Linked DNA regions of Macaca mulatta: region 1 is linked to region 2. The links are chromatin contacts, called in public Hi-C maps. All regions are on one chromosome and are shown on one strand. Each heading gives the region's core, a stretch centred on a gene start, on an enhancer-like site or on the middle of the called end of the contact. The rest is flanking DNA. Distances are from core to core; before and after follow the strand shown.

Region 1 (3,513 bases), core at 986-3,485, 42 kb before region 2:
CTGATGAGGTGGAGGATCTTAGAATCTAAGGCATCATTCCCATTTCCAATAATTTGTCTCTTGAAATAAGAAATGGTGCAGAGGATAAATAAAAATAAAGGAGTAAATAATAATAAAGGAGTGGACCAGTCCGGCATGGTGTCACATGCCCGTGGTCCCAGCTGTTCAACAGGCTGAGTGGGGAGGATCACTTGAGCACACAAGTTTGAAGCTATAGTGAGCCGTGATTGCATCACTGCACTTCAGCCTAGGGGATAAACAAGGTTATAAAGCTAGTAGCAGCAAGTCTAAAGACTGAATCTGAGGGTTTTTTTTTATTTTTATTTTTTTTCTGAGACGGAGTCTCGCTCTGTCGCTCAGGCTGGAGTGCAGTGGCGCGATCTCGGCTCACTGCAAGCTCCGCCTCCCGGGTTCACGCCATTCTCCTGCCTCAGCCTCCCGAGTAGCTGGGACTACAGGCGCCCGCCACCTCGCCCGGCTAATTTTTTCTATTTTTAGTAGAGACGGGGTTTCACCGTGTTAGCCAGCATGGTCTTGATATCCTGACTTTGTGATCCGCCCGCCTCGGCCTCCCAAAGTGCTGGGATTACAGGCGTGAGCCACCGCGCCCGGCCTGAATCTGAGTTTTTTAATTTTTTAGAGACTGGGTCTCGCTGTCATCCAGGCTGGAGTGCAGTGGCACGATCATGGCTCACTGCAGCCTCCAATTCCTGGGCTCAAGCAATCCTCCCCCGTAGCTGGGCTTATGGATACAGCTACGAGCCACCGCACCAGTCCCCTTGTATGGGTTTTCTGACATTCCCACAGGAGGCCGGTTTCTTTCGGGGGCTTATGGGTGGGGTTAATGTCATCATAAAAAGGCGAGTTCCGCCCCCTTGGCCTCCAAGCCGTCTGAGGAAGCGGCACTCGATGCGCCATCTTGGAGCGCAGAGCATGCGAAGGCCTTCAACTTCAGACTGCAGAGTCAGGGCACCTACAGTTGTCTGACATCACCCAGCCTCAGGTATGCAATGACGGCCGCACAAACATAAAGCCCACTCAGACCGGGACCCGTGCCCGCTGACCGCCAGCGCAGCGTGGGCAGAGCAGAGGCTGTGGTTGGGGAGCCTGGCGCGGACTTCAGGAGGCCGGGCGTGCAGGCAGAGGCCGAGCACGAGCAGAGGCCGGGCACGGAGTAGGGGCCCGGCGCAAGGAGGAGGCTACGCGCGAGTAGGGACGGGGTGCAAAGAGGAGGCCGGGTGTGAGGAGGCCGCGCACGAGAAGGAAGCCGGGCACGAGGTGGAGAACACGCGCGAGTCCGAGATTCTCACCGGGTCTGTGGAGACGCGCAGCCCAGGGGTCATGCCCTGGCTTCTGGCAGGAACGGCTGACCCTGCTCTGTGGGAAAGGGGAGGTGAGCAGCTGGGAGGCCGAGGCGGTGCTCAGGTCCCCAAGCCGCGGAAGTGCGCCAGAGCCTAGCTCCGTGGAGAGCCCTCCAGGGCCCCGCGTACCCGTTTAAGCGCCTGCTGTGTGTGGGGCGGCCCCCCGCGCGGGGAAGGGCAGCCTAGGGTTTCCCCACCTGTCTGAGGGAAGCTGAGGGCCTGGCGGGTGCCGACACATGCCTGCTGCGCAGACTCTGGGCCTTAACGCTACAGTGACAAGGACCGGGTGGTTGCGGTCCCCTGGCCCTGGGCATTGTGCCTCACTTTCCCTCTTCTATCAACAAGGGTGGCGGCCCAGTGCCCGGTGTAGGGCAGCAGTGGGGCCGGGGGCGGGGCGCGCGTTCCCTCAGGGGCTGTCGGAGCAGCTCCAGTACAGCTGAGCGTTGGGCCCCGCCCTCCTCTCAGACCAGGGATGCCTCCCAAATCCTGTCCCCGCCAGCCCCGAAACGGCCTTCCCCAGGCCCCGGGCAGCAAAACGGACTCCACACAGACGCGCGCTGCTGGAAACTCGCCCCGCCAGGGCCCCAGGAAGATCCCCGGACCCCTGCACCCGGCCCGGCCCAGCCTGGCCTCCCCTCCCCCACCTCGCCGGCCTAGCTCACCCGCCTGACGGCTAGACAAAGGCCGCGGCACCGGCGGCCGACACTGCGCCTGCGCGCGCCTGACTCCATTTCCCGGAAAGCCGCGCGCGCATTTCCGGCCTCGGGTCCCCAAGTCGCTGTCCTTGGCTTTGGCGGCCTCTCAGTGCTGCTGGAGCTGGAGTCACCGGGCCTGGTGAAACAGGGCGTGGGAGGTGCCTGGGCATCAACGCGGGATCGGGGCCACCTGGAACGCCGTGAGCTCCCGGCGCGACCACACGGGCTTTCGTGTTGGAAACTCCACGTCAGCTTTGTTGCTGCAAACAAAGCAGTGGTTTTTCAAAACACATACTTCAAACCAAAGCATTCACCAAGATCGCACGCACGGGAGTCTTTGCATTTTCCACACTGAGGCAGCCCTGGAGACTTCCTGTTGTATTTATTACATGGTTATAAGGAACATAATGTGCAAGACACTAACAATTATGACGACTTCGGACATTGCTAGGTAGTCAAAATTGTGCATTTGAACAGCAGTATAATATTCAAAGCTGGTGTGTTCTCGCGGACAAGAAATGAATTGTCATTTTTTGAACATTCACCAAAGCCTGCCAGGCGCTAGGCCCAGGTTCAGCAGCACACAGTAGCGAAGCCCCCATTCAAGCGGGCTTCGTTTCACCAGCATACATCACACATGCATGGAGCAGCCAGGCGAGAGGAGCTGGGAAAGCCAGGGCTGAGCCTTGTGCTTTTGCTCTTTTAAGAGAGGACTGATTAATTCCAATCAGCCTGGGCTTGGGAACTGTATTTGAAGCTGCGGAAAAGTTTTAAGACAGGGGCATTTTTTTTTCTTTGACTGAACTCTGAAAACAGCAGAGAACACAATACGAATTCTCATACCACACACAGACACTTGAAAAGATTTAGCTGGTTGACACATAAGTTAAGACTTTAAATGTCATAAGCCCTAAAACAGTGGCAGTTATGAAGAGATATAATGGCTCAAAATCATAATGCACTGATGTAAACAAAGCAAAGGCAAGCTTCTAGGCTTTTAAGGGTGTCCTGTACGTTCCAAGAGCTGTAAAGCCCCACATTAGTGACCGTCACACTGAAAGCCAGCCTGCTTTTCACTCTACTGCAGTAAAGAGGCTTTCCATTGTACATAAAATGCCATTTTTCAGTTCTCTCACTCACAAACCCAAATGCCACAAAACATTTTGTGTGTCTATGTTTTTCTTTCACAAAATGTATACTCTTTTGTCCCCTGCCCCCACCCCACCTCCTCCACCCGTTTCCTTTTACTGGATCAAAAGGTATGAACACACAACTTATGGTGAAGTCTTTTTCCCAAGCGGTCTGATAGTCCTGGTGAGACGCTGTCGGTGGTGCCACACTGAGCTTGCTCAGCCCTGATGGTGGCCAGGCGGCCCTGCCCAGCTCCCTCACACTTGCCCCTCTGTTTCCTTCCTCAGACCTTCTGATCCTCGGTTTTTCTCAGCCAGGTTTCTAAA
Region 2 (3,382 bases), core at 711-3,210:
AGGAAAAAACAAATGCTGGGTGTGGTGGCTCACTCCTGTAACTTCAGCACTTTGGGAGGCTGAGGTGGGAAGATCACTTGAGCCTAGGAGTTTGAGAGCAGCCTGGGCAATGTGGCAAAACCCTGTCTCTACAAAAAATACAAAAGTTAGCTGGGCGTGGTGGCAGGCATCTATAGTCCCTGCTACTCTGGGGGCTGAGGTGGGAGGGTCATTTCAGCCTGGGAGGTCATGGCTGTAGTGAGCCAAGATGGCCCCACTGCACTCTAGCTTGAACAACATCCTGTCTCAATAAATAGGCTGGGTACAGTGGCTCACACCAGTAATCCCAGCACTTTGAGTGACCGAGGCGGTGGACCACCTGAGGTCAGGAGTATGAGACCAGCCTGGCCAACATGGTGAACCCCATCTCTACTAAAAATACAAAAAATTTGCTGGGCGTGGTGGCAGACGCCTGTAATCCCAGCTACTTGGGAAGCTGAGGCAGGAGAATCGCTTGAACCTGGGAGGCAGAGGTTGCAGTGAGCCGAGATCACGCCATTGCACTCCAGCCTGGGCAACAAAAGCAAAACTCTGACCAAAAAAAAAACCAAACCAAAATAATAAGTAAAAACGTGCAAGCAGCAAGCAGTGGGTGCATGAAAAGTGGGTCTCTCACTGAGGTACTGCGTGAGGGAAGACAACCAGCCCAGATCAGACCCTAGGAGCAGTGGGAATGAGGGTGGACAAATACACGAGGAGAGTGAGGAGCACAGGGACTGGGTATGGGGAGGGGAGTGAGCAAGGAAGCTCTGGGCTAGAGTCATCCCTTTTTTTTTTTTTTTGAGACGAAGTCTCGCTCTGTCACCCAGGCTGGAGTGCAGTGGCCGGATCTCAGCTCACTGCAAGCTCCGCCTCCCGGGTTTATGCCATTCTCCTACCTCAGCCTCCCAAGTAGTTGGGACTACAGGCGCTCGCCACCTCGCCCGGCTAATTTTTTTTGTATTTTTTAGTAGAGACGGGGTTTCACCGTGTTAGCCAGAATGGTCTCCATCTCCTGACCTTGTGCCCGCCCGTCTCGGCCTCCCAAAGTGCTGGGATTACAGGCTTGAGCCACCGCGCCCGACCTAGAGTCATCCTTAACAGAGGTGAGGAGGCGGCTCTGTGAGGATCCCAAAGGGGCGTCAATGGGCTTTGCCAAGCGGATCCTCCAGGATCAGGCTGGGGGTCAGCACCTCAGGCTCCTTCATTTTTAGCCTCCCTGTTTGTGTTTTTTAATGGCAGCCGCCAAGGCAGTGTCCTTAACCGTGCTCCCTGCTCTATTTCCCAGCGCCTCTCCATATATATGTGTGTGTGTATGTATACATTTTTTTTTTTTTTTTGAGATGGAATGTTGCTCTTGCTGCCCAGGCTGGAGTGCAATGGCACAATATCGGCTCACTGCAGCCTCCAACTCCCCGGTTCAAGCGATTCTCCTGCCTCAGCCTCCCGAGTAGCTGGGTATAGGTGCCTGCCACCACGCCCGGCTAATTTTTGGTATTCTTAGTAGAGACGAGGTTTCATCATGTTGGCCAGACTGGTCTCGAACTCCTGACCTCAGGCGATCCACCTGCCTTGGCCTCCCAACGTGTTGGGATTACAAGCGTGAGCCATCGCGCCCGGCCTATTTTTTTTCCTTAAGGCCAGGTCTTGCTCTGTTGCCCAGGCTGAAGTGCAGTGGTGCGATCCTAGCTCACTGCAACCTTGACCTCCCGAGCTCAAGCAATCCTTCCACCGCAGCCTTCTGTAGTAGACTACAGGCGCGCGCCATCACACCGGGCTAATTTTTGTGGTTTTTTTTTGGTAGAGATGGGGTCTCACTATGTTGCCCAGGGTGGTGTCAAACTCCTGAACTCAATCGATCCTCCCGCCACAGCTTCCCAAAATGCTGAGATTACAGGAATGAGCCACCGCGCCCGAACTGCTCCATACATATTGATACAGGAAAACTCACAGGATGCGTCGCTGGTAATCCATGCTCCCATAAAGCCTGGCCTCTAGAAAGAGACCTGGGAACGAGCCCTGACGTTCTCAGCCGTGGGGCTTCACAGAGAGGGGTACCTCGAATTAGGTTCCTTATCTTAAATAAAGAGAATAAGAGCAGCCACTTTCTCACAATCTTGCGAACGCCAAATGGAAGGATCCCTCGAGAGCGCTGAGAACTCGCCGAGCTCCTCCCGGGAAACCCGGGATCACGAGGCGCCATTTTGCGGACGGGCAAACTGAGGCCCGCGGCGCCGCGACTTACCCAGGCCCTTTTGCAGTGGGAGGCGGCGGTGGAAGAGGGTGGTCTCGGGCCGGGACAACGTAGTACACCCTGCCGCCGGCTTCGACGCAGCTGCCAGAATGGTCCCTACCCCGCCCAAGTAGGGCGGTGCGAGGCGGGGCGGCCCACGCAGCCGTCACGGCGGCGCAGCTGCCCGACGCCGGAAGTGCCCGCCTGGAACTCCAGCTCCCAGAAGACCCTGCGGCGCGCCCCGGTCGAAGCCGGGGGAGCAGCCGCCATTGTCCGCGGCTGAGGCGAGGCCTTTGCTCGGGCTGTAGGGCTGCGGTAGCTGCGGGGCTCGGGGGTCGGGAGAGCCGGCGGGGAAAGGCGGTGCCAGGGCGGGTCCTGCGCCTGCCCTTTCCGCGCCGGCTTTGCGCCCTCGTTGCCTTCGGCTCTCCAGCCAGCAGCCTGCCTCCGGCCTCCCGCCTCCGGGCGCTCTTCCTTGTCTGGCCGGACGGGCCTGGGTGAACTCTGCAAGTCGGCTCCGCGCGCCTTTGTCCCCGAGGCCGCGCCTAGAGCTCCCAAGCGCACTGCTGGGCCGGACGTCGGCGCGGGACAAAAGCCAAACGCCCCAGGCGAGGCGACCCCGAGCCTGCTGCGCCGCTTTCAAGGGGGACCGGCGGCTGCAAGCCAGGTGAGGCCGGGACGAGCTTCTGCAGCGTCGCGGCCGCGTCGGTCTTGCGGAGGAAATTTGGGTCGGTAGCTCTGGAAGCAGGTGATAAGGATGCTTCTGAGGCCATTGATGGGACGAATAACCCCGTTCATTCCCCAGCCGGCATTTCTCTCCCTGCCAGTTCACACAAAGCACTGTGAAGGACGTCAGACCTGGGTTGGAAACAGCTCCGGGTTCCCTTAAACATGCAGTGACGGTGGCGGTCACTGTCAAGTTGCAAATAACGGTGCAAAATACGGTTTGCATTCTGCGTTTTCGCGCTGATTCCGGTGCTCCTGAGGCCCACTGTGTGTTCTAGTGCTTTATACACATACCCAGGAATCCATTCGAGAGGTTGCTGACTTGTACAAAGATCTGGAACCTGAGGAGTTAGGGGTCTGGGCGCCAGGCCCATCCCTAAGTCCTCCAGACACACACAAGCTTAGGCT

Evidence for each region. Hi-C and Micro-C count contacts between places; a contact is called where the count stands out from the background.
Region 1: a contact with region 2 is called in a Hi-C map of fetal cortical plate, with 2.5 times the contacts expected there. The contact joins the promoter of ZNF135 here to the promoter of ZNF606 in region 2. A contact is called at or near these places in 3 of 14 Hi-C or Micro-C datasets (cortical neurons, fetal cortex germinal zone and fetal cortical plate).

What each region holds. Positions count from the first base shown.
Region 1 is chr19:70,185,436-70,188,948 of T2T-MMU8v2.0, reverse strand. It overlaps ZNF135 (zinc finger protein 135), which reads right to left and starts at 2,235. Exons shown (of 3, transcript XM_077980144.1): 1 at 2,024-2,235. The coding sequence starts at 2,092.
Region 2 is chr19:70,143,782-70,147,163 of T2T-MMU8v2.0, reverse strand. It overlaps ZNF606 (zinc finger protein 606), which reads left to right and starts at 1,960. Exons shown (of 7, transcript XM_077980111.1): 1 at 1,960-2,535. It also overlaps the pseudogene LOC106994879.